2 separate regions of the Anser cygnoides genome follow, and region 2 is linked to region 1. The links are chromatin contacts, called in public Hi-C maps. All regions are on one chromosome and are shown on one strand. The core of a region is the stretch at or near the end of the contact, and the rest is flanking DNA. Distances in the headings are between cores, read along the strand shown. Region 1 holds the start of OCLN (occludin). Region 2 holds the start of ARRDC2 (arrestin domain containing 2).

The links. Hi-C and Micro-C count contacts between places; a contact is called where the count stands out from the background.
Region 2: a contact with region 1 is called in a Hi-C map of liver, with 4 times the contacts expected there. The contact joins the promoter of ARRDC2 here to the promoter of OCLN in region 1. A contact is called at or near these places in 2 of 7 Hi-C or Micro-C datasets (both in liver).

What each region holds. Positions count from the first base shown.
Region 1 is chr27:1,261,744-1,265,673 of Taihu_goose_T2T_genome, reverse strand. It overlaps OCLN (occludin), which reads right to left and starts at 1,725. Exons shown (of 8, transcript XM_066983783.1): 1 at 1,579-1,725. It overlaps OCEL1 (occludin/ELL domain containing 1), which reads right to left. Exons shown (of 5, transcript XM_048052460.2): 1 at 3,382-3,930; 2 at 3,117-3,298; 3 at 2,798-2,969; 4 at 2,652-2,702; 5 at 1,914-2,491. The coding sequence ends at 2,372.
Region 2 is chr27:2,119,921-2,124,386 of Taihu_goose_T2T_genome, reverse strand. ARRDC2 (arrestin domain containing 2) reads left to right here and starts at 2,298. Exons shown (of 8, transcript XM_013195265.3): 1 at 2,298-2,828. The coding sequence starts at 2,564. It overlaps SAXO5 (stabilizer of axonemal microtubules 5), which reads left to right. Exons shown (of 8, transcript XM_066984132.1): 7 at 3-88; 8 at 625-1,059. The coding sequence ends at 813.

The DNA of each region.
Region 1 (3,930 bases), core at 476-2,975:
GCTGCGGGAGCGAGGCGGGCGCGCGCGGCACCGCCGGGTTTCCACGTCTCCGCGCGCCCGGTGGGGACTTTGGCCTCCCGTCACCGTAAACAAGCGCCCGCCCGTGCCCGACGCCACGCCACGGGAGTCACCTCTGCTCACGGGGAAACTGAGGTGTGGGGTGGAGAAGGGAGGCGAGTGAGTCACGGGGCATCTCCCTGCACACCCAGCCCTGCCCCGCGCTGGGGACCCCGCGCTGCCGGCCCCGGCCCCCACCCGACTGCGGCCGCCTGAATGCATTGGATTGTTTAAAACCCTAATTAAACCAGAAAAGCTCTTACCCAAGGCTAGCGCTAACCCTGAGGGTTTCTCCGTAAGCAGCTCCGGTTGGATTAAAAAAATAATAATAATAATAATAATAACACAGGGCACATTACCAACACCGCAGTGAAAAGCGGTAAATGGGGGCAGATCAAAGGGGGGTGACGCGTTTCCTCGCTGCCACCGCTGGAGAGCTGCCGCATGGAGCCAGGCGCCGCCCGCCCGGGACCCCCGCCCCAACAGGGCCGCCCCAGCCCCACAGTCGCTCCCTGCCTCCGGTTCCTGCCCTCCTCCGTGCGGTTGGCCTCTCCAAAACACCTTCTGGCTTTGCTTTCCCACAAGTTTACTCCGAGCCAAACCACCGCCGGGAGCGTTTTGGAGGGCCGGGGAGAAACGCCAGGATAACGCTGCTGGAAGCGGGGAACCCCTCCGAGGGGGCTGGGGGGCAAAGCAGGGGCTCTGCAAAGCCCAGCGGGCTCCTGGCGCTGCTCCACCACCTCCGGGCTGCACAGAGCCGCCCTTCTCCACCCCACGAAAAGCAAAACCCCAAGAGCTCAGCGGGGACCCCCCCGGCGGGCATCGCCGGAGCGGGACGCAGCGTGGAGGGGGGGGGAGGAACCTGAACCCTGCATGGGAAACCCAAGCCGGGGGCAGGTGGCAGCGGGTCCGGGGTGTCCGTGGCCACCTGGGGGCCAGGGGCTCGGTCCCTTCGCCCCAAACGAGGGTGGTCCCAAGCCCGTGCCCCAGCGCGGCGCTGGAGGAGCGGGGCAGCACCTCCCGGGGTGCCCGCGGCTTTTTTCTCGGGTATCCTCACGCTGCCCCCAGCTCTGCGCAGCCCCAAAGCCTTGGGCTGGCGTGGGGGGAGACCCAGCAGCAAGGGGAGCTGCAAACCCCCCCCCCCGCCCCCGGGGACCCCCCAGCTCCCGCGCCCCCCTCCCCGCCACCGGGGCTCAACCCCGGTGTCCGCGTCCCGACGGGGGCAGCGCCGTCCCCGCGCTGGTTTTTTGGGGGATTTTTTATTTTATTTTTTTAAAGGTGGGGGGCTCGGGGTCCGCCCCCACACCCCTGCACCCCCCCAACCTCCCGCGGAGCCCCGGGAAGCGCCGCCGCCGCCGCCGCCTCCCACCTGCCCGGTGCGGCTCCGGGAACCGGGCGCGCCCGCTCCGGTCCCGACGGAGCCCCCGGGGGTTCCCCGAGCCCCCCCCCCCCCGGCGTGCGGCGGGGACCGAGCCCCTGGGGACCCCCCCCCACCCCGATACCGGTCCCGGAGCCCCTTACCTGGCCGCCCCCCCGCCTCTTTGTTCCCGTAAAATGGCAGCCGGGAGCAGCGGCACCGCCGCCGCCGGGCGCTGCAGGGAACCGGCCCCGGTTTCCGCCTCCGGGGGGGGAGCCCCGGGGGCGGCCCCGCTGCTCCCCGCCCGGCCCCCGCCCGGGGGGAGGTGGCGGTGGGGGCTCGGCGGCTCCGGGGAGGGGGGGGGGGCTATGGGGGGCTCACACGCGCGGCGGTTCCGCTGGGGGGGGGGGAGGGCTCGGGGTCCCCGGGGGCTGGGGGGGCGCAAAGAGGCCAGGGCCGTGCCCCCCCCCCCCCCCCATCCGGAGCCGTGGCACTGGGGGGGGTCCTGTTGGGTACCGGGGCTCCTCTCGCTATCCCAGGGGACAGGAGCGTCCCTGGGGGGGGGTTGCCAGCTGGTGGAGCCCCCCCGCCTCCATCATCCGCGGGCACCCCAGGACACGCATTGAAGCCCCCCGAAAAACATCACGGGTTTTATTAAAAGCAGCTCTGCCCCCCTCCCCTCCCGCCCCCCCCCCGCAGCTGCACCCCTCTGGGTGCTCCCGAATCCACGCCGGGTGCGGGGCCACCAAAGGCACCCCAAAACCCGCAGGTTTGCTCCCCGTGCCCAGGTGGGTGCGGTGGGTGGGGGGCAGCGGGTGCCTCCTGCTCGCCCCCGCAGCACCGTCACCCCCCGGTGCTGAGCCCTGCGGGGTCCCCAGGGCTCGGGGTGGGGGTGGGGGGACCTGGCAGAGCCCCGGGGTCCCCGGCTGTCGTCCCCAGAGGTCCTCGTGAGCGGGCTCAGAAGTAGACGGCGCTGCCGCGGGCGCCGCGGTCGTAGTCCTGGATCTGCCTCTTGATGTGCGTCAGCTTCTTCTTCAGGTAGCGGCAGCGCCGCTGCTTCTCCAGGAAGGCCGAATCCTGCCGGCGGGAGACAGCGGCGCTGTGCTCAGCCCGGAGAGACCCCGCCATAGCGCTGGGGTCCCACGGGTGCCCGGGACCCCCATGCTCCGGGATGGCAGGGAAGCTCGCGCCCCCCCCAGCGTGGCTCCGAGCGCACGAATCCTGACCCCCTACTCACCCTCTTCTTCCTCAGGACCTCGCGCCAGACGCGGGCCACCCTGCTCTCATCCTGCGGGGCGAAAAGACGCAGCCCAACGTCCCCAGCCCCGCCGGCACGGCCCGGTGCTGAGCCCTGCCCGCTCGTGACGCCCGTGGGACACCCACCGTCCTGCCGAGCGCGTGCCGGGGCAGGCGGCGCGCGGCGGCCTCCAGCTCCCCCAGCCTCCGCTGTGCCTCCCGCACCTCGCCCAGCAGCTCCCGGTACTCGGCGTGCTGGTCGCTGAACACAGCCCGGTATTCCTCCCGCTGCCGCCCGCTCCGGATCGCCGGGTACTTTCTGCACGGCCACGGGGGGGTTACGAAGTTCGGGGGGGTCCCCGCTCTGGGCTGGAAGCCCAGCTGTGCCCCAGCACGGAGGCACGGGGGGGCTCCGGACCCCCAGGGACCCCATCCCGTGGCCGTCCCCTGCCCTGGGGTCACTTACACCACGTAGTCCGGGACAGTGCACGGCCGCGGCACGAGCCCGGGGGGGATGGAGCAGATCAAGGCCCCCAACCTCTCACCCCCCTCGGTGAAGGCGCTGGCAGCCGTGGCCCTCCCCAGGGGTCTCCCCGGGGGTCCCACCTCATCCTCAAAGGCGATGCGCTTGGCTCGGGCCGGCGGAGGCTTCAAGATACAAAGGGAAAGGGGGGTCGTGAGAAGCCTGCCGCGGGCTGCCCCCCCAGCCTCCCGGTGACAAAGGGACTCACGGGAGCCTCCCGACGCCTCCGGGCCACCTCGTGCCTCCACATCTTGAGGGCCACGAGGCTGCCGGCCAGGTAGAGCAGCGCCGTGAGGAAGAGGAAGACGAGAGCGGCTGCCTGCCCCCCGGCCAGGCGGCAGAAGGCGGCGAGGAGGGGGCCGCCGGCCAGGGGGGAGTAGCAGAGCCCCCCCAGGGTGACGGTGTGGATGTACGCCGCCGCCGCCGCCAGGTACAGCAGGAACATGAGGCCGTTGAGGCCGGACTCGGTGGGAGGCCACCAGGGTGCCTCCAGGAGGACGCCGCGGTAATAAGTGGTGGCCCCCAGCCCCAGCAGCACGGCCGTCAGCAGCCAGGCCAGGCTGGCCACCACCAGCACGAAGGGGGTCAGCGGCCCCCCGTAGCCGCCCCCCAGGACCCCCCCGAGGAGCAGCTCGCCGCCGTAGCCCCCGTAGTCCCGCTGGAGGTAGGCGCAGACGCAGGCGAAGACCATCCCGCCGCACAGCAGCTCCAGCCCCCCCAGCACCCGCAGCAGCCCCGGCCACGACTTCATGTGGGC
Region 2 (4,466 bases), core at 1,049-3,548, 860 kb before region 1:
AGATGAAAGTCCTGTCACAACCACGCAGGCCATGCTGGTCCCACACCGACAGCAGAAACAGCGACTCTCTGAAGACATGCTACAGCAGGTACAGCATTAATAGGCTTGCGTTTACCACGGGCAGGTTAGGGAAGCAGGATTATACAAAGCGAAGCTGTAGCCGCCCCATTAACATCATCAGATTTGATGTGTGCTCTTGAGCCATTTAAAATGGGACAGTCATGCATCAAATCCTGTCTGTATCCAGTCTTTAGAAAACGCGCTGTGGGGAGCAGAGTTGTAGCTGAGAAAATCTTTGAAGGGAGGGGAGGGACAGGTGACTAAGACCTAAGCCGAGGGAGGGGGAAGGTGATTTTGGTCCTCCCAGAGGATCAGAAGAGGAAAATCTCAGGCATAAATTAACATGTCCAGAGGTGTCCAGTCAGGGTAATGTCTCTGCACCACCACCAGAGACGACTGAGCAATTGCCATAGAGAGAGGATGCAGGAAGGCACAGGCTTCGGCTGCTCATGGGGACAACCCTCTGGGCAGCCACTATGGGGCTCAGATGTAGGGGCTGCCAGGTTCCACCTGCCTCTTCCCCAGCTCTGTGACCCCACGCTGAAAGCCCTTCTGTCTCCTCAGATGAAATGCTCGCACCTGGTGCTACCCTGGAGGGCGCAGGAGCTCTTCAGCACAGAGCAGAAGGATGCGTTCACACCTAAGGCCAGAGGCCCAGCAGAAATCCAGACGGGAGACTCCCAAGTGAGCCGCGTCCCACTGGGGACCCTGAAAGGATACTGCCCCCGGAGGAAGGTGGTCTTTGCACCGTGACGTTCCCCCTTTCTCGCTGACTGCCCAGGACTTCCTGCACCATCGACTGCCTCTGTGTTGTTTTACCTAGCTCTTCTGGTGCCCTGCTTTTGGCCCATCTGTGTGTTATTACAGGTAACATTTATTTCAAGAGTTGAATGAGGACACAAGGTGTTGTGACAACAAGAATAAACATCTGGGGATCAGCCCAAAGACATGGGTGACACATTTCTGTGGGTTGCAAGACCCGCAGAGTGCCTCCGGGCGGGTGCTGGGGCAGGAGGGAGCAGGTGGGGTAGGGGAAGCTCAGAGGAAGGGCAAGAGATCAGAGGCAAAGTGAGAGGCACTGTCAGGGCTGCATGTGGGCTGGAATCTTCCCTTGTTATCTGTTTAGATTTTGGTGTCAAGGCCTGAAACCAAAGGCCAGTGAACAGTAGGACAGAGAGGTAGCCCTCCCCAGCTTATGATGAGTGGGCTGTTTTCCTAGCGACGAGCAGTGTATTTTTGTTGAGCTGATAGCTCACGTGGATTTCCTGAATGCTGAGCTTGCACTAACTCTGTTTGGGCTGTAGATATTTTGAAGCGGGATCCGTGTGGGGCGGTCAGCTCCCTCCCCTGGGAGGCCAAGCGAGCAGGGTCAGCTGGTGCCTTGTCACAGCTGCCACTTCACAAGCTCTTCGTGGCCTTTTGATGCGGACAGACTTGATTCATGTGTGCTGCAAACCAACACCAAAGCATTTGAGCAGGCGTTACTAAATCACTTCCAATCGCTGCGTTCTCTACGTAAACAGGGGCTGGGCCCACAAACCCCTTGTGCTTTCCTTTTGGGATCTGACTCTGCATCTCTTGGGAAAGGGACGTTCTGTGCTCCACACGTACTTCAAAGAAGCTGCACGCTCAAGCCTTGCAAATTCCCACAGGCACCTCACATCGGTGTCTTACACTGGTAGGTTGCAAACACCTCGATTCAAACGCCTGGATTGCGTCACTTGGTGTAGTAACAGGGACTTGCACATGCTACGGGTCTGCCCCATAGCTTTTATGTGACCCTGAGGTGGCATTGCCACCTGTTGCACTGCTGCAGGAACAGCTGTGGGTCACTGGGGTTGTTAAATGGTGAACATCAGCCTTTTGGTGGTACCAGCTGGCTGGGGAGCTGCTGCTGGGAGGACCCTGAGGTTGTTTACTTTTTTTTCCACATGGATTTTGATGCAATTTCAGACAGAGAAAGCAAAGCTGGCTTTTGGGATAAGGGTCTTGGCTTTCTAAACCCCTCTCCATCCACTTCCAGAAATGCTTCAGGAATGCCTGAATTTGGGAAGGCCAAACAGCCTTTCTGTGCTTCCCCCAGTGACATGAAACCTGCCAGCACGGCTGGCGGTGCGTGACAGCTCCCTGCGGACGGAGCCACCAGCACGTACCAGTGGCACATCAACAGCGCCTGTGACTCAGAGATAAGACAACGTGACGTTATTTCTCCTTCGGCTTAAAAACGCGTCACTCGCCTCCACGGCCCCCTCCTCGGCGCTGCACCAGCCTCACGCACGGGGTCAGCACTAAAGCGTCACCATGTAACGGGGTCTCAGTCCAACCTTGGGAGAGCTAGGCCTGGAGGGCCGGGCCGCTTAGGGGCAGGGATAAATAAGGATTTCGGGGCAGCCTTTGCTCTTTCTTCCTTTCCCTGGAGGGCCGCACAGGTGCCTGTCCCGCTTGCCCAAAGTGGGGACCAGCCTGCCTCCCAGAACTGCCCGGATAATCAGGGGCAGCAGCGATGCAGCCCCTCAGGCGTGTGCGGAGCTTGGCGGTGGAGCTGGAGGACGGGCGAGTGTGGGGTGCCTACGGCAGCGGGGAGCTGCTGCACGGCCGCGTGCGGCTGGAGCTGCGCGGCGCGCTGCGGCTACGGGCGCTGGAGGTGTGCGCTCGCGGGCGCGCTTCCGTGCACTGGCTGGAGAGCCACAGCGTGGGGCTCAACACCGTCTACCACGATTACACAGCCTTCCAGACCTTCCTGTACCGCCGCTGCCAGCTCATCCCCGGTAAGGCTGGGGCTCGAGGGTGGCTGTGTGCTACGGGGTGTTGGGTTGGGACCTCCATGGGCTGCAGGCACCCTCTCTGGGCAGGTCTCCACCCTCCTCGTGAAGGTTGGTGCCACCTGCAAGCAGCAGCATCCCTCTCGGCCTCTGCCAAGGGTTTCTTTGCTGCTGGTTTCTGGGAGGTCGCCTGCAAACTCGGGGCTGGTGAGCATGAAAGGGTTGTGGCTTTTGTTCTGTTTGCACAGGGAAGTGCAAATAGAAGTGTCTGTTCACAAGTGTGGAAAGAGCACTTAGTAGTTCAGTAAATATTTGTTTCCAGTTTTCTGATGCTGGAACCACATGCCCAGCTGGCATGTTGCTTGGATCTACTGCATGAGGACAAGCCACTTGAATTATTTGCCTGGTTGGGATGAAATGATCCAGAGCCAAGGGATACGGGACATCGCAGCTGTCCATCCGCTCGTTAACTCTGCCTTATGAAAGTGCTTGTCTTTTATCCTCCCCCACAGTGATATCATTACAGCCGTGGCTCTGTGCTTCCCCTCCGCCCCTTTCCGATGCCATCTTATTGCCCGTCCTGCTTGGTGTATTAGGGTGCCTAATACTACGTACTGAGGGCATGGAGTTTTGCTGGCGGCCAAGGGCCCAGCTGGCAAACGCAGAGCTTGCAGGAGTGATGGCAGCTGCTGCTCTGGAGGTGTTTTTGTCCCTAGACTGCACTGTAGGGCCATATTCTCTTTTTCTGGACGACTGTACCTTGCCACCTGCTCCAAACACCTGCATTACTCCAGAGTTTCTGTCTTTTTGGCAGCGGCTCTTCTGTGCTGTGCCTAAGGATGGCCCCTTGGCAGCTGCAAGTGTGTTAAGCGGCCTGATGACACTTAAGGATGTGGGAGAAGCCCGCGCCCCGAACTCCAGTGGAGAAGATCCTGAGTGGTCATCACACTGTTTGGATGGTGGCTGCGTTAGCTGTAAGGGTATAGGGTGAGTTTTATTCCCCATTATCCCTGCAGTGAATGTCTGTAGAGCAGTCACGAGCTGCCGCGAGCGTGTTTGCATTCTGCTGCTAGGACTGTGTATTACACAAGCCCCCGGAGCCGGCTGGAGGAGGGCGCTTAGCCAAGGGCTGGAGGAATTACAGGAGCTGCTTGGCCTTGCCAGCACCCTGCGCTCCTGGAGCTCGGAGCTAATGGCTTCTGGCCCTCGCCTACTGCGTGGGGAGAGTTTAAGTGGGCTCCGTGGGGAGCAGGGAGCCTCGCCAGAACTTGCGGGCTGTGATTTTATCATCTGTGTCCACACAGTGATTCCTTCTCTCCTTTGTGAGAGGGGCACGGGCCTGTGATCACAGGAGTGCTTTAAGGAGGCTTTTTGGCTGCTCTGCGGCCAAAATCCCTTCCTGTGGATCCCGCTGGGTTCCTGCTCTGTCCCCCCCCCGGTCACCGGTGGCAGCGCGAGGACGTTCCTGGGGTCGGCTAGCGAGAGGCTGGTGAAAACGTGCCATCATCTGCAGGCCCTGTGACTGCTCCCTTGTTGCTTCTCGATGAGATCAACTGTGTCTGCGTGGTGTTTAAAAAATGCAGGTTTTGTCATGGTAACAAGGCAGTGCAGAGGAGGGAAGCCAGGCGGAGATAAGCGCCCTCC